Linked DNA regions of Mus musculus: region 1 is linked to region 2. Evidence: chromatin contacts called from public promoter capture Hi-C data. All regions are on one chromosome and are shown on one strand. The core of a region is the stretch at or near the end of the contact, and the rest is flanking DNA. Distances in the headings are between cores, read along the strand shown. Region 1 overlaps 4930414F18Rik (a long non-coding RNA gene). Region 2 holds the start of Snx29 (sorting nexin 29).

The links. Promoter capture Hi-C pulls out the DNA fragments that hold promoters and counts their contacts.
Region 1: a contact with region 2 is called in a promoter capture Hi-C map of embryonic stem cells, with 3 times the contacts expected there. The contact joins the enhancer-like site here to the promoter of Snx29 in region 2. A contact is called at or near these places in 4 of 39 promoter capture datasets (embryonic stem cells, hippocampal neurons and stem cell-derived epiblast-like cells) and 1 of 115 datasets of contacts at active chromatin or transcription factors (embryonic stem cells).

The regions. Positions count from the first base shown.
Region 1 is chr16:12,774,902-12,777,731 of GRCm38.p6, reverse strand. The region is part of intron 1 of 4930414F18Rik (a long non-coding RNA gene); the gene reads left to right. Among named protein-coding and RNA genes, the nearest start is that of 1700003L19Rik, 35 kb to the left of the region's middle. Within about 2 kb of position 1,516, at least 6 of the 459 cell types and tissues checked have an H3K27ac peak or open chromatin away from gene starts, as enhancers often do. A contact at or near this core is called in embryonic stem cells, where this site is marked.
Region 2 is chr16:11,321,601-11,324,373 of GRCm38.p6, reverse strand. Snx29 (sorting nexin 29) reads right to left here and starts at 1,470. Exons shown (of 21, transcript NM_028964.4): 1 at 1,396-1,470. The coding sequence starts at 1,402.

The sequences.
Region 1 (2,830 bases), core at 267-2,766, 1.5 Mb before region 2:
CAGAGAAACCATGTCTCGAAAAACCACCCCCCCCACCAAAAAAAAAAAAAAAAAAAAAAAAAAAAAAAAAAAACAGAACCAAAAAAACCAAACATGTAGTGCCACAACCAAAGGATGCTAAGGAGATACTGTTGTTAAATGTGATGCTGTGCCCACTTGGAATCCTGGAGCAGAGAGAGGACATCAGATGGACACAAAGTTAATCCTATTGTAACAAATAGTTAAAAAAAAAAATCCTGATGCGAGGTTCCTTCCTGCCTTTGACCATTTATGCTCCCGGAATGAAGAACACATACAAACACAAACTTTATATTTTAATATGCCTTAAGTGGCTCAATAGCTGGGCAGCTGCCTACCCTCCATGTTATTAGAATCTACCTTCTATCTATAACCCTATTATTACTTACTGTGTTTCATCTGGGCTGCTCTGAATTGCAATTGGTCAGCCCTCTGGACCATGGTCTCTTGGCCCAGAGCCCAGGGTGCTTTCCTTGCTTCTCTCCTGCAGTTCTTACTCCATAATGGCTTCTGTGTCCCCTGATCCTTCCTCCTGTTATCAAGTCTGGGGAACCTAAACCTGCCTAGTCTCCTCTACCCAGCTGTTGGCTGCTGGCATCTTTATTTACCAATCAGAATTAACTGGGGGCAGGGCCCTGTAGGCTACTTGCAGACTTCAAATCTCAGACGCTAGCACTTAGCATTACAATAAACAGTAAAAGACAAAACCCTAACATAATAAAGGCATAACTCCAAACCTGAATTAACTATAAACAAATCATTGCTCATATTACTCTACCAATACTGGTTGATTAGTTTTGATAAATGCATAGTAACTAATTTTGCCTTATTCTTATGATTTTTCCACAAACCCAGACCTAGTCAACAATTGGGAAAAAAATTTCCCCTTTCTCTTTTGCAGTGTTCCAAGCTAAATGCAAAGAAGGCCCTGGCTCATTGGTGACAGTCACATTCCCACTGAGTACACTATTAATGGTTAAATGAATTATCTGAGCTGTGACTTTCTAATAGGCTTAAAATTTTCAGTGTTATTTACATCTTAAAAGAGGCTGTTATTTACTTGAGTCTTAAAATATAATACCCAGGAGATATTTCACAGCACAGTCTTTCTGATGTTCCGTAGTTGTGGCTTTTGTGGGCAACCATAAAATCAGAAGGGTACTAAAAATCTCATAGAGCTCTCAATAGCTATCTGAAAGAATCACAGAGCTGATGAGGTTGGGGTTCAATGCTGATTAAAAATTTAAAAGGCCATATGAATAAAGGCAAGGTATGCTATGCTACTAGGCAATGGGGTACTGTGGGTTCTTGATACAGACAGAAGTAGCCAGTGTAAGACTCCGGGGTGCCTTAGCTTACTGGGGATCCCCTGAGTGAACCACACAGAGCCAGGATTGATGCAAAAAGCAAGAAGAATTTATTGTTCTAGTGCACAGGGTTTGTTCCAGACCCATAAGAGAGGCAGTGACCACAAGCACTCGTTTGGCAAGTTTTTATATGGTTTCCAGGGGCAGAATAGAGCATCAGCAACTATGCACAATATGATTGTCGGAACAGTGAACCCTTTAAACTGACTGGTCTTTAGGGAATGAGGTGACAAGGACTTCTTTTGTCTGAAGGTGGACAACAGTCAGTCCTGAGGAATGTGTTCCCACCTGCAGGTTGGTTCCTGCCCTGTTTTCTGAGAAATGTTAATTAGCCTCTCTCTTCCAGGGGGGCAAGTATTTCATGACCTTCCCCAAGTTCCTAAGCTGACCTTTTCACCAGCATTTCTGTCTTTGTGGCTTGTGCTATGCAGAATGAGTGTTCTGGTCTTCTAGCTCCTCATTTTAGAGAGTGTCAGTTAAAGTTGTGTTATTGTGCTGATGACATAATATATACATATAAGAACTGCAACTGCAATGTCCAGCACACTGATATTCTAGTATTTTTCTTGCATTTTTATTTACTATGTGAGGGAAGAAGGGAGGGAGGAAGGGCTTGGGGGGGTGGCTTTCCTTGGTGCTTGCTTGTGTGGAAGTCAGAGGAGAACTCCTGGAAGTCACTTTTATTCTAAGATGCTTATTTCAGGGATGAGCTTAGGTGGTCAGACTTAGCACTGAGTATTTTTACTTGTTGAACCACCTCTCCAAACTCATATAGATGATAAAATAATTGTTGTGACTAGTGATCAATATCCCATAATTATTACCCTTACCAGCACCATCCCCATCATCATAATCAGGATGACCACCACCACCATCATCACCAGTGTCACTGTAACCCATAACCACCACCATCATCATTTTCAACATTTCGTTTATGTTTAAACTGAGTACCTGGAGACAAATATTATGTAACATCCCTCAGACTCAGGATTAACTGCTCTGTTGGGCACGCTGCTGTATGGTTTTAATCCCGGCACTCCAGAAGCAGGGTCAGAGGTATCTCTGAGACGTCTAGGCCAGCCTGGTTTATGTGGCAAGCTCCAGGACAGCCACACTACCTGTCTCAAAAACCCAAATCCAATCAACCAAACAAATACAATTGTTTCCTGCAGTGTTCTTATGAAGACTAGCAAAGATGTTTTTATTATGCATTTTTCTTCTATGGTTGGGTATATATATATATATGTATATATATATATATAATGTATTATATTTATAGTCCATATTATATAATATGCAATATACTTTATATTATATAAAATATGAAATATAATATAATTTATAATTATATAATGTTGATATATACTATATAATATGGTATATATTTTATGTTATATAAAATATGTGATGCATTATGTAAGCAATATAATGTAATATATAATAAT
Region 2 (2,773 bases), core at 221-2,720:
TATTGCTTTATGTGGTAGAGCCAGGATTTGAACCCAGTACATTGGGCTCCATCACCTTTTGGTGGATGCTGGCACACACGTTTTTGTTAACATTAGTGTTAAGTTAGACCCAGTAATTTGCTTTGGCAGATGAACGTAAACTGTAAAAACCCCTCCATTAGTCCCCTCAATAAGACCACAGTTCCATAAACTTTGCTCTTGAGCAACAAAAAGCATCTAACGTTTTTTTAAAGATGCACAGAAATAATTTAAAAAACAAAAAATTAAGACTGCCCTTTGCTCCTTTGCCCTAGCACCCTCTCCGCTCCATGAAACACCTGAGTGCAAGTCTAGAGACTGGGTGCAGAGACGAAAATCCAGCTGCACAGTAAGAAAAAACAGAAACTACGAGGGTAGGCGGGTCCTCCTAAGGGAATCCAGATCCCTGAGTCCAGCAGGAGAATCAACAGCCAACACAAGCCTTCCCTGAGTCACTCCCATCTCCACGCGCAACACCCAGGAATGACTTAGCACCAAAACATCAAAACATCATCAGGACTCTTCAGAGGGAGGCTTGAAGACACAGACTCCGACAAAGGGACTAAACTTCGGTATCACTGAGCACAAGCCGTCACAAGCACCTGCCTCTCACTTCCAGACTCCCCACCCGCTCCACCTCCCTGCTGGTGGTATTGGCTTGGGCAACGCTTGAGCCCCATTTAGGTTCAGCATTGGGCAAGAAGGAAAGGGCTTCAGGACACAACCGGAGACTTCAAACGATGAGCTAGAGGAAGACATGGAGAGAACTGAAGCATGAACTAACAGCCCAAATACAAAAGGCACAACCGGGAGAGGGACGCTGCGAGGCTAACTGGCCAGCTCTGGGGACACAGGTGCAGGGAAGAGGAGGGAAGAAGACAAAGCTGTCCTAACACTGAGACCTCTGGGGACCCGGAGCTGTCGCTCTGGTTTGCTGTGTGTGACAGGGGTGTCTAGAGATGCTCTTTGCCTTTGGAGAAAGAGGAGTCACTGGGTGGAAGAGACCTGGAACAGAGAATAACTAAAAACCAGGGGCTGGTAACTGGAGCTGAGTCCCAGGAGGGTCACGGGAGAAAGAGGGACTAAGGCAAGTACCAGAGATCTGAGAATCCGGGGTGCGGAAACCTGTCAAAGGGATCGGCTGTCTGGGAGGGAATTGGGAGCAAGCTCTGCTCTAGGAGTTGGCTGTCACTGGTGAGGCAGAGGGACAGGAGCGCCAGCCCCGGGATAGTGGGAGCGGTGCAGGAGACTCCGGGCCAGGGCTCCGAGCCTGCGAGCGACCCCGCGGGGGTCTGCAGCGTGTGAGCACACCGGGCCCGGAGCGTGCGGCTGCAGTGGCGCTACGGGGCGGGTGACAGCAGCGGGGCCGCCACTCACCGCTCATGTTGCTGCTCCCGGGGCCGCCGCCTGCCTTGCCGCCGCCGCCGCGTCTGCAGCCGCCGAGCTCCACACAGGCCGGGAGAACGCGCGCCCCGCCCGCTGGCCCCGCCCCGGAAGCAGTGACTCTCCTAGGGCCCGCCTCCCGACCCGGAACCAAAATACTCGGGCAAATCGACGCCCCAGGGTAGCAGGGAAGAGAACCGGCACCTCACAAAATCAATGCCTCCCAATCCCCGAGCCAAGAAAAAGACATCCATTTAGACTGAAGTTCGGACAAGGATGCGATATACGCGTACCGAGAGCTTGGAGTAGTGTGTTGCATGTCCGTCAAACCAGCACTCGGGGGAAGGCAGGTGGATCAGAAGTTCAAGGTCAACCTTGAACTACTCAATGATTTCGAGGCTAGATGGGGCTGCTTGAGACTGTCTCAAAGAGAAGAGAGAAAAAAAGAGTAATGGGCCTGCAGGGCCTGGTGGTACAGGCTTTAAATCCCAACATTCAAGAGGATAAGTCAGGAGCCTGAGCTGCAAGAATTCAAGAGCTGTGGATGGCCGGCGTGGTAACGCACGCCTTTAATCCCGGATTTCTGAGTTCGAGGCCAGCCTGGTCTACAAAGTGAGTTGCAGGACAGCCAGGGCTATACAGAGAAACCCTGACTCGAAAAAAAAAAAAAAAAAAAAAAAAAGTTTGGTAGAGAGGGCACATGCCTTGCATGCAGGAGGCCCAAGCTTCAACTCTCTGTACAAACAAAAACAAAAGGTGAATTCAAAGCCATTCTGGGTAACTTCTCAAGACTCTCGAAATAAAAAGTAAAACCGGAGTGGTAAAACCGGAGTGGTGGATATAGTTCAGTAGTTGGAGTAGCACGTGCAAGGCCCTGCAGGCAGGAGAGTTTGTACTTTCTTGATGATGGATGTGGGAATAAAAGTGCAAAGCACAGTGATGCAGTCAGAATTTGAAACTTCACTTACAATCCTGGTGTGACCATGCACACCTTTAATACCAACATTCACAGAAGAATCGAATTACTGCCTGAGGCACTTGGGAGAATTTGTGGTGGGTGTGTGTGTGTGTGTGTGTGTGTGTGAGAGAGAGAGAGAGAGAGAGAGAGAGAGAGAGAGAGAACTTTCTAGAATGAGAATGCATTGTAATGGGTCTGAGGAGAATGACAGTGGGTCAGTGGGTTAAGGGAACTACAAGAGTTGTCCAACTGACTCTAGGCAACAGTGAGAGGAAAGGTGGGTAGGTGCTGAGAGAACACAAGAGCTAAATTCACAGCAACTGTGAAATCCAGGGTTTTGCCCTATTTTAAATATGGAGTTGAAAGACTATTTTGCCTGCTGGATATGAGGCTGGAGTCACCCAGCCTGGAGAA